Regions from separate parts of the Triticum aestivum genome. Here region 1 is linked to region 2. Evidence: chromatin contacts called from public Hi-C data. All regions are on one chromosome and are shown on one strand. The core of a region is the stretch at or near the end of the contact, and the rest is flanking DNA. Distances in the headings are between cores, read along the strand shown.

Region 1 (4,205 bases), core at 563-3,062, 150 kb before region 2:
ATGTTGAGACAACATAGGCAGAGTTCTTCGTGTACTCTGTCCGGATATTGAACATAATCTCCTTGCGTTGCCTTTTATTTTAGATTATTATTTGTACACCATTTATTCTCTACAGGATCGTAAACAGAAAATAATTCCAAAGTGCAACAGTAGCTAAAGCGCACATTTACTGGAAGTCTTCCCTCTCGCTTTATGCTTCATTTTAGTACGTGTACAACTAAGAAAATCAAATTAACTGTATCGAGAAAATAAAACAAATAGCCATTCAGGAGGTTAAATTTGAAACAGCATACGCTGAAGAAAACTCTCATGTGTATGTTTCCAATCATGGTCAGCACGTGTGAGTTTTGTAATATCACTACTCATCGTATGTAAAATGCATAAATACACTTCCCCAAAACAGATACGACAAAACACAACAACTAGTCAAGCAGTAGTCTGCCTACAAAGGTGAACTATTATCGTTAGACCATAGACCGTAGACAGTACACATGAGGCATGAGGTGCCTAGAAAGGTGAACTATTATCCTTAGACCATAGCCGGTAGACAAGTACACATGAGACACGAGGCCTCAGGAAGCTGCTAACATTCTCGGACTATAAGCTTTACCTAACCATTATGATAAGACTTTAAAAGTCCACCAGTAGCTGTAAATACAAAAATCTTAGATCTTTGTAACTCTTGGTGACCTAGCGACTAGTGAGGATCAAGGTGACATTTCCTTTCACCCCTAGAAAGCAATGAACCACAATAGGAAAGCTCTAAAAGCATGGCTCTTTTCAAGATCCCATCGACGAGACTATATAGAAATGCACCTGAACCGTTAACATTACTTAACAAACAACTCAAATGGGTAGAAAACTTCTACGTACTACTCAGACAGTAGCAAGGAGATAAATACCATGTAGTGCAATACCAGTAATCCAGCAGTCGAGCATATACAAAAAAAAACTGCTTGTTGGCATGCTCAGCAACTAATCACACATCCGCTGGCGACGACTGGGAGCTGGTTAGGCTAGCAGCCGGCAAAAAGGTAACATATTTACTAATCCACTAGCAATAACTAAGCAATAACTAGGCAATAAGCATACATCAACGCCATAAACGCGCCAAATATGGCAAATTTTAAGTGTTGACAGATACAGCAGCAATGAAATGAGCGTTAGCAAAAGAGCATATTTTTCTGCCACTCTGCATGGCAGATCCGAAAGAGCTTGTGAGGCAGCGGAAACCACCCACCTACGGAGACGCCGATGTCCGTGTCCGTGACCTGGTTCTTGCGCAGCTTCCGCTCCAAGTGCGCGGCGATCCATATGGTCCCGAGGGGGCCCTTCTTGGCCAAGATGAACTGCGAGTAGAACATCTCCGGCTCCCCTCCGCGGCACTCAGACGGAGCGGAGCACGAAACCCTAACCTGAGCTCAGCTCACCTCAGCTCCCCGACGGACAGGGAAGAGCAAGCAAGCTCCCGCCTTCACGACATCCCCCCCGCCGCCGGAAATCCAGGCCCTAGGCAGAGGGAACCCGCAGCTCGCCGCGGCCAGACGCTCGTCTCCGGCTCCAATCGCCCGGAAGGGGAAGCTCCGGGAGGGCGAAATGCGAGATGGAAACCCTAATCTGGTGGCGTACGGGTGGGGAACCCTAGAATTGGGCGGGGCTGGGGGCCGGGGCGCGCGGGAGGAGGTGGGGATCTGGGGATTCGGCGGGGGCGCGGGCGATTGAGGCGAGCGATTTGGGAAAATTTGGAATCTTTGGGGGAGCGGAGCGGGGAGTTGAACTTGACAGTGTGTGGGCGAGCGACCTGCTGTGTGAGGGGAGAGAGAGCTCGACGAAGCAAAAGTGCTACACGCTTCGCCGCCGCACCCCCGATGAGTTTATAAATTACATTTGGGCTCTCGCGCTGCCTGTATCGGGGGTGTTTCTGTTCGTTGCGGGATAGTCTAGGGGGCGTAGTGTAAAACAGGCGAGTTGGTAATAAATGTGCGGTTGCCAGGGCGAGAAAACCGCGAGAGAATATCGTGCGGTCGTGTGGCCGCCGTCGGATCCGGCGACGCGGGGTATCGCGTCCGTGCGACCGTGTCGTGGGGGGGGGTCGTGTCGTATCGGGACAGCGGCACGCACGTCTCGCGCCGTGCAATGGAAGCTACTACTGCTTCAGGCCGGTTCAGGCGCCTGTTTTCGGCTAACTGGTTCGTGCCAGCCACGTAGTCCCTCCGGCCCGGCACAGAGGCCGGATATGGAAATGCTAGTGGTCAAGACAAAGGCGTGAATCTTGCAGGAATGTTCGGATCAGTTTTCGGCCAGGAGGCCAGAAATCCCAAGGTGAAGTAATTGAGACGGGGCAAGTGAATTTTGAACAAATGCTTGGATTAATTTCCTGCCCAGAGGCCAGATATACTTCTAGAAGTGCAAGTAATTAAGACGAGTGATTTTCACTCATCTTAATGACGTTTGCGATGGCGAAAAAATGTCTTGCTCCGGAGAAAAGGTTTCTCGCCCCGCTTCTTAAATGCATCGCTCGCCTTTCTCGGTCTAACCTTGCGTCCGCGTGCCTAGCGGAGTGCCTTGGTGAATCGAGGCGAGCGAGCATTGACGCCTTGTCGGCCGTTACGGGTCCGAGATAAGTGTGCCAGTGGGGTTTGGAGCATGTGTTGTGTCTTTTTACCACCCCCTCTGTTTCTCTGTAGTTTGCATATAAAATTTTGTCAGAAGTCAAAAAAAATTGATCAACTATATAAGAAAAATATCATTTAGATGCATCATGAAATTAATTTTTATGCTATATAACTTTTTCAATGCAAATGTCAATATTTTCTAAGATGAAATTGATGGAACTTTACATAGTTTTGATTCAAACAAACTTTATACGCATAGTAAGAAGAAACGAAGGGGAGCACTTGGCATTGGTAGCAAGTCAACAGGGCACCAAGGGCATGTATAACCGTATACTTTGCGGTACCTTGTAGATTTGGCCTGGACGTTAGACGCATGACCCGTGAAAGATTTGGTATTAATGTTGACATACAAATGGACTAATGAGCCCACTAAAATGATGAGCAGATCTTAGTATCAGTTTGTGAAGGTTGTCGTGAACGTCAAAAAAGTGGAAGAAAACTCAAGCGTCTTTTAACGCATGTTATTTTATAGTGTTTATTTGCTTTTCTTGAGCTTAGGAATCCCGCGCTATTTAATAGGGGATTTAGTTGATTTAGTCCTTCCTCGAAACACCTCTACACCACATAGCCTTTCTCTTCACTAGAAATTTCAAAGACGAAATGCCAAAAATCCTAGTTGTTCTCCCTTTTAAAGTGTAGCTCTCGACAACCCGGAACGTCCCGAACGTGCAAGATGGGCCAGCACGAACTGAGCTCCCATTGGACCGTCCAAGCTCAGGTCCAAGGTCGCTCAGTTTGGTGCCGGACTGTTCGGGCTAGCATCCACGACAAGTCCAGGATCGCTCAGTTTGCACATCAGACCATTCGGGCTAGCATCTGTGGCGAGTTCATGGTCGATCGGTTTCCCGCCGGGCTATCTAGGACAGAGGCACGTTGAAAGGACGTGAATGTCACCTAGAGGGGGTGAGTAGGCATTTCGGTTTAGGCTTGAATAAATGTGAAATAAAACTAACGTTACGACAAGCACAAAACCTAAACAAGCTGGCTCAATTATGTGCACCAACAAATTATGCTAATTAAACAAGATAATCAAGTATGTGATAGCAAGATATATAACTTGAAGTATGATGGCTATCACAAAGTAAGTGCATAAGTAAAGAACTCAGGTAAGAGATAACCGAGGCACGTAGAAACAATGATGTATCCCGAAGTTCACACCCTTGCGGCCGTTAACCTCCGTTAGAGCGGTGTGGAGGCACAATGCTCTCGAAGCGCCACAAATGGCTCACCGTATTCTCATCAGGCCCTCATGAAGACCCACAAGTATAGGGAATCACAACAGTCTTTAAGGGTAGTATTTCACCCAAAAATTATTGATTCGACGCAAAGGGAGCCAAAGAATATTTATATGTCTTAGCAATTGAGTTGTCAATTCAACCAGACCTAGAAAAATATTTATCTGCAGCAAAGTGTTTAGTAGTCCGGTAGTTTGATACTCCCTCCTTCCATGTATATAGGGCCTAATGCATTTTTCGAGGCTAACTTTGACCACATGTTAGAGTAATAATATATGACATGCAAGTTACACAA
Region 2 (4,077 bases), core at 936-3,435:
TCTTTTTTTTGGCATAACACCCATATACAAATGCTAACAGAGTGATCAATGAAGTAACTAATGGCACTGAATCTCTAAAAAGTTTTGAAAGTGGATCTGTACCCGGTACATACATGCTCCCCTAGGAGTCTAGGAAGGACTTTGGCGTACTTGAATTTGTATGCTAGCAAACATATGTTAACATTTGTATGCTACCGTACGTTGAAAACAGGTTGAAGAAAAGACATATTATTAGGCTAATTCAAAGTTTGACCAGGTTTGATAAATAAATATCCCGCTAATCCCGGTAGACCAGACTGGACAAAGAAAATGGAATCTGGAGGACGCCATCACGGATAACCGACGCCTGCCGAGCCATACGTTCAACTCTGCGTCCCTTTCGAATTATTTGGAGCTACCAAGATTTTTCTGTACCCTCAGAAACGCTAGCCAAATGCAATCGCTATGATTGCCACCTTTCAATCCCGTCGTACGACTGGAACCAGGAAAAATGCCGGACAGACGCGCAAACGTCGCTGTCCCCCTGAGTAATCGACCGGAGTTTCACTTCATTCCTCCTTTTGATCGATGCAAACCACGGCAATGGCGGTCAAAACGAGCTAGCCAGCAGCGATCAATGCAGTAACTAATGGCAATGTCACTGTGAGCTAATGATGTGGTGAGAGGAGATAGCCGGATAGAGCAGGGGACTGACCGTGGAGCGCGGCGGAGAGGCTGCCGTCGGGCAGGAAGTCGGCGACGAGGAGCTTCTCGTCGCTGGAGTAGTAGTAGCCGCGGACGGGGAGCAGGTTGCGGTGCTGCACCCGGCCCAACGTCTCCACGGCGGACGCGAACTCCTGTCGCTCCGCCGCCACGTTCTTCAGCCGCTTCACCGCCACCGTCGTCCCGTCCTCCAGCGTCGCCCTGTACGTCGGCCCCGCGACGCCGTTCCCCAGCACCTCCGCCGACGCCCGCAGCAGGTCCTCCAGGTCGAAGCTGTAGCCGCCGCCGCCCATGAACACCAGCCGGCTCCTCATCATCTCCGCCGCGCCGCCGCCCGCCGCCGAGGGTATCTCCTTTGAAGACGTCAGGTCGGTCATCTCGCCTGACACCGTCGACGGCGTCAGCGTGTGCCCTCTCGCCGGCGTCGCCGGCGTGGGCGCCTTGTTCCTGTCGTCGCCGCTGGCTGCCGCGTCGTCCCGGCGGCGGCGGACAAAGCAGAGCACGAGCAGGATGAGAACGAGCAGCGCGCCAGCCGCGGCGCCCACGGCGATGGCCGCGACCGCCGTGCCGGAGAGCCGCTTCCTCTTCTTCTCTTGCACCGGTGGGACGACTCCGCCGCCGGGGGACGGGCATGGCCGGTCGAGGGGCTCGCCGCAGAGCCGAAGGTTGCCGGCGAATGACTCTAGCGAGAAGTTCGCGAGGGAGGGCGGGACGGCGCCGGCGAGCTGGTTGTCCGAGACATTAAACACCTTGAGCCGCTGGAGGCCGCTCAGGCTCTGAAGGCCACCGGAGAGGCGGTTGCCGTCGAGCCTAAGCAACCGTAGCTCCCTCAGGCCGTCGAGCGCGGCCGGTATCTCACCGGACAGGTGGTTGTCGTAGAGCGCGAGGTGCCAGAGCGCCGCGAGCCCGGCGACCTCGGGCGGGATGGAGCCGGAGAGACGGTTCCCCTGGAGGTAGAGCGAGCGGAGCAGGGGCAGCGCGAAGAAGTCCTTGGGGATGGGGCCGAAGAGGCGGTTGTTGCGGAGGGAGAGCTTCCGGAGGCCCCGGAGCTCGCCGAGCGTGCCGGCGGGGAGGGCACCGGCGAGGCCGACGCCGGGGAGGCGGACGGCGACGACCGTGGCGTTGCTCGCGTCGCAGGCGACGCCGGGCCAGAGGCACGCCGAGGGCGCGGACGGCGAGTTCCAGCCCAGATCGCGCTCGTGCGGCAAGGCGGCGAGGAAGGACTGCAGCGCCGTCCGCTCTTGCTTCGGCGGCTCCACGGCGTGGCAGCCGAGAGCGGCGACGGCCAGCGCCAGCAGCAGCACCGACGTTCGTGGTGGGATCGCGGCCATCTGTGTACGCGTGCGCCGCCGCTTGGCAAGTCTGACGATGTGCTGCGGCCACGGCTCGGAATGACGCGGCCTCGGCATATGAGAGGCGCTTGCTTGGCTCGCGAGCGAGCTACACTGAGTGCCACAGGTTCAGGGTGTATGGATGGGAGCGAGCTATGTCCCGTGTCTTATGTACACGCTGGGTTGCCTAGCTTGGCATAGGATCTGGAGTTTCATGTGGTTATAGGCTGACCCTGTTGCCGACAGAGTGGAGACAGAGAAAGTGGCGCTGCCGCCATTTGCACGTGCGCGCCATGGATGAAGAGCGTTAGCCGTTAGGAACATTCTCCTCGGATCCGGGCTTGGCTTGGATCGTAAGTAAGCGGTGGATCATATGCATGCATGCATGGCAATCTGGCATGATGTCCACTCTACTACGCATGTCGCGGAGACAGGATCGAGTGAGCCGCGTACAATGCCGTTTATGCCATCATTTTTTCCATCTTATTTTGCCCACGGCATGATTGCAAGTGGGATCGGGGTAACATTTTTTTTCGAATTGGGGAGCATCACGCTCCCAGTTTTCACTATCATCGATGAAAACGGGCAATACAGAGGGGGTGGTCGACGCAAAGGCATTCCTAGTGCGGTCCGGACGTGTTTTGTCATCCAACGCAGTCCTATATCAATCCGCTCGGTGGTTCGAACGTATTTTTTTCGCAAACCGGAGACAAAGTGGGAGGGGCTTTGCGGACGTCCGGACCACTCCCACGTCCACGTCTGACTAACCTGGCCCATAAAACAACCTCACCCGTCTCTCCCGCGTTTTCTGTCTGATGCACGCGCCGCATCAATGGCAGCCAGAGCACACAACGGCTGACATTGATGTTGCGTGATGTGACCGGATGGGAGGATGGCGCGATCTTTCGGGAGCCGCCGCTTCAATGCGGACACACCTTCCCGAGGAATCAAATTCGGCCGCTACGCCGCATTGAAGCGGTTGACCGTCCGTTCGCATGGCCTGGATGAGGCTATATAAGCCGTGCTTCGGCATCGTTCACATCGCACTCACCGCATCGCTCCGCACATCCTCATCCTCACATCCGCTCTTCCTTCACAACTCCGGTGATGGGCAAGTCATGAGCCTCAGCAGCGGTAGGAGGCGGCTCCGGAACGGGCTCCGAAGGTTCGTGCCAACGCTGCCCTCAACTCCGAGGTCGTCTTCCTCATCGGCGGCCGGCTCCTCGGCGAAGAGGAGATAGTTATCTCCTCCAGCGACGAGGAGGACCAGCCGTCGCAGCAGCAGATGGCGACGCAGGGCGCCGTCTACGCTGCCACAGACAAGGAGTACGAGCAGCAGATGGAGGTCATGCTCCGCCGCTCCGTCCTCCACGTCAACGGCCCGGCAGCGCCATCGGAGACGCTCCTCCGCATCAAGTCGGATATCGCGTCCCTTCCCCACTCTCCCTTGCACAACCGCGGCTCCAAATAGGACGCCGCGTCAAGGAGGATCCTCTTTCACCGCCTTTCCCGCGCCGCGTCAGGGAGGAGCGGCTCTTGCCGCCGCCCCGGCGTGTGAAGGAGAAGGGGCGCTCTCCGTTGCCCGACCGCGTCAAGGACGAGCGGCGCTCGCCACCGCCCCTGCACCATGCGATCGCCGTAAAGGAGTGCGGTCATCTTCGCCACTACCTCGGCGACGACAGCAGTAGCTTGCCCTCCTGGAGCGCCCTAAGGGCGGTGGAGTACGCCGACAGGAAGCGGCGATGGCGGGACAGGCACAACGTGACACGCCGGTCAGAGTTCGTGGACTCCGACGTCCCACCGCCGCACATCGCGGTGGACCCGGAGCTGGCATATGCATGGGCCATGGACCACTCCAAGACGGTGGCGGAGACAAGCAAGTGTCGTCCCTGCCGGCTTGATGGGAAAATGGCCAAGTACGGGAGGAGTGGTCTCTCTGCGAGGCCGTCGCCTCCTCCAAGGCCCATCTCCCTCCCCCTCTCCCCCACCCACGTCGTCGGTGGCCGCGGCCGCACTGCGCAAGAAGCGGGAGGAAGCGGAGAGG

What was found. A called contact is a pair of places that touch in the nucleus more often than the background predicts.
Region 1: a contact with region 2 is called in a Hi-C map of leaf, with 4 times the contacts expected there. The contact joins the promoter of LOC123080054 here to the promoter of LOC123080052 in region 2. A contact is called at or near these places in 2 of 5 Hi-C or Micro-C datasets (both in leaf).

The regions. Positions count from the first base shown.
Region 1 is chr3D:507,503,023-507,507,227 of IWGSC CS RefSeq v2.1, reverse strand. It overlaps LOC123080054 (sister chromatid cohesion 1 protein 4), which reads right to left and starts at 1,812. Exons shown (of 15, transcript XM_044502913.1): 1 at 1,241-1,812. The coding sequence starts at 1,364.
Region 2 is chr3D:507,354,957-507,359,033 of IWGSC CS RefSeq v2.1, reverse strand. It overlaps LOC123080052 (probable inactive receptor kinase At2g26730), which reads right to left and starts at 2,185. Exons shown (of 2, transcript XM_044502911.1): 1 at 695-2,185. The coding sequence starts at 2,111.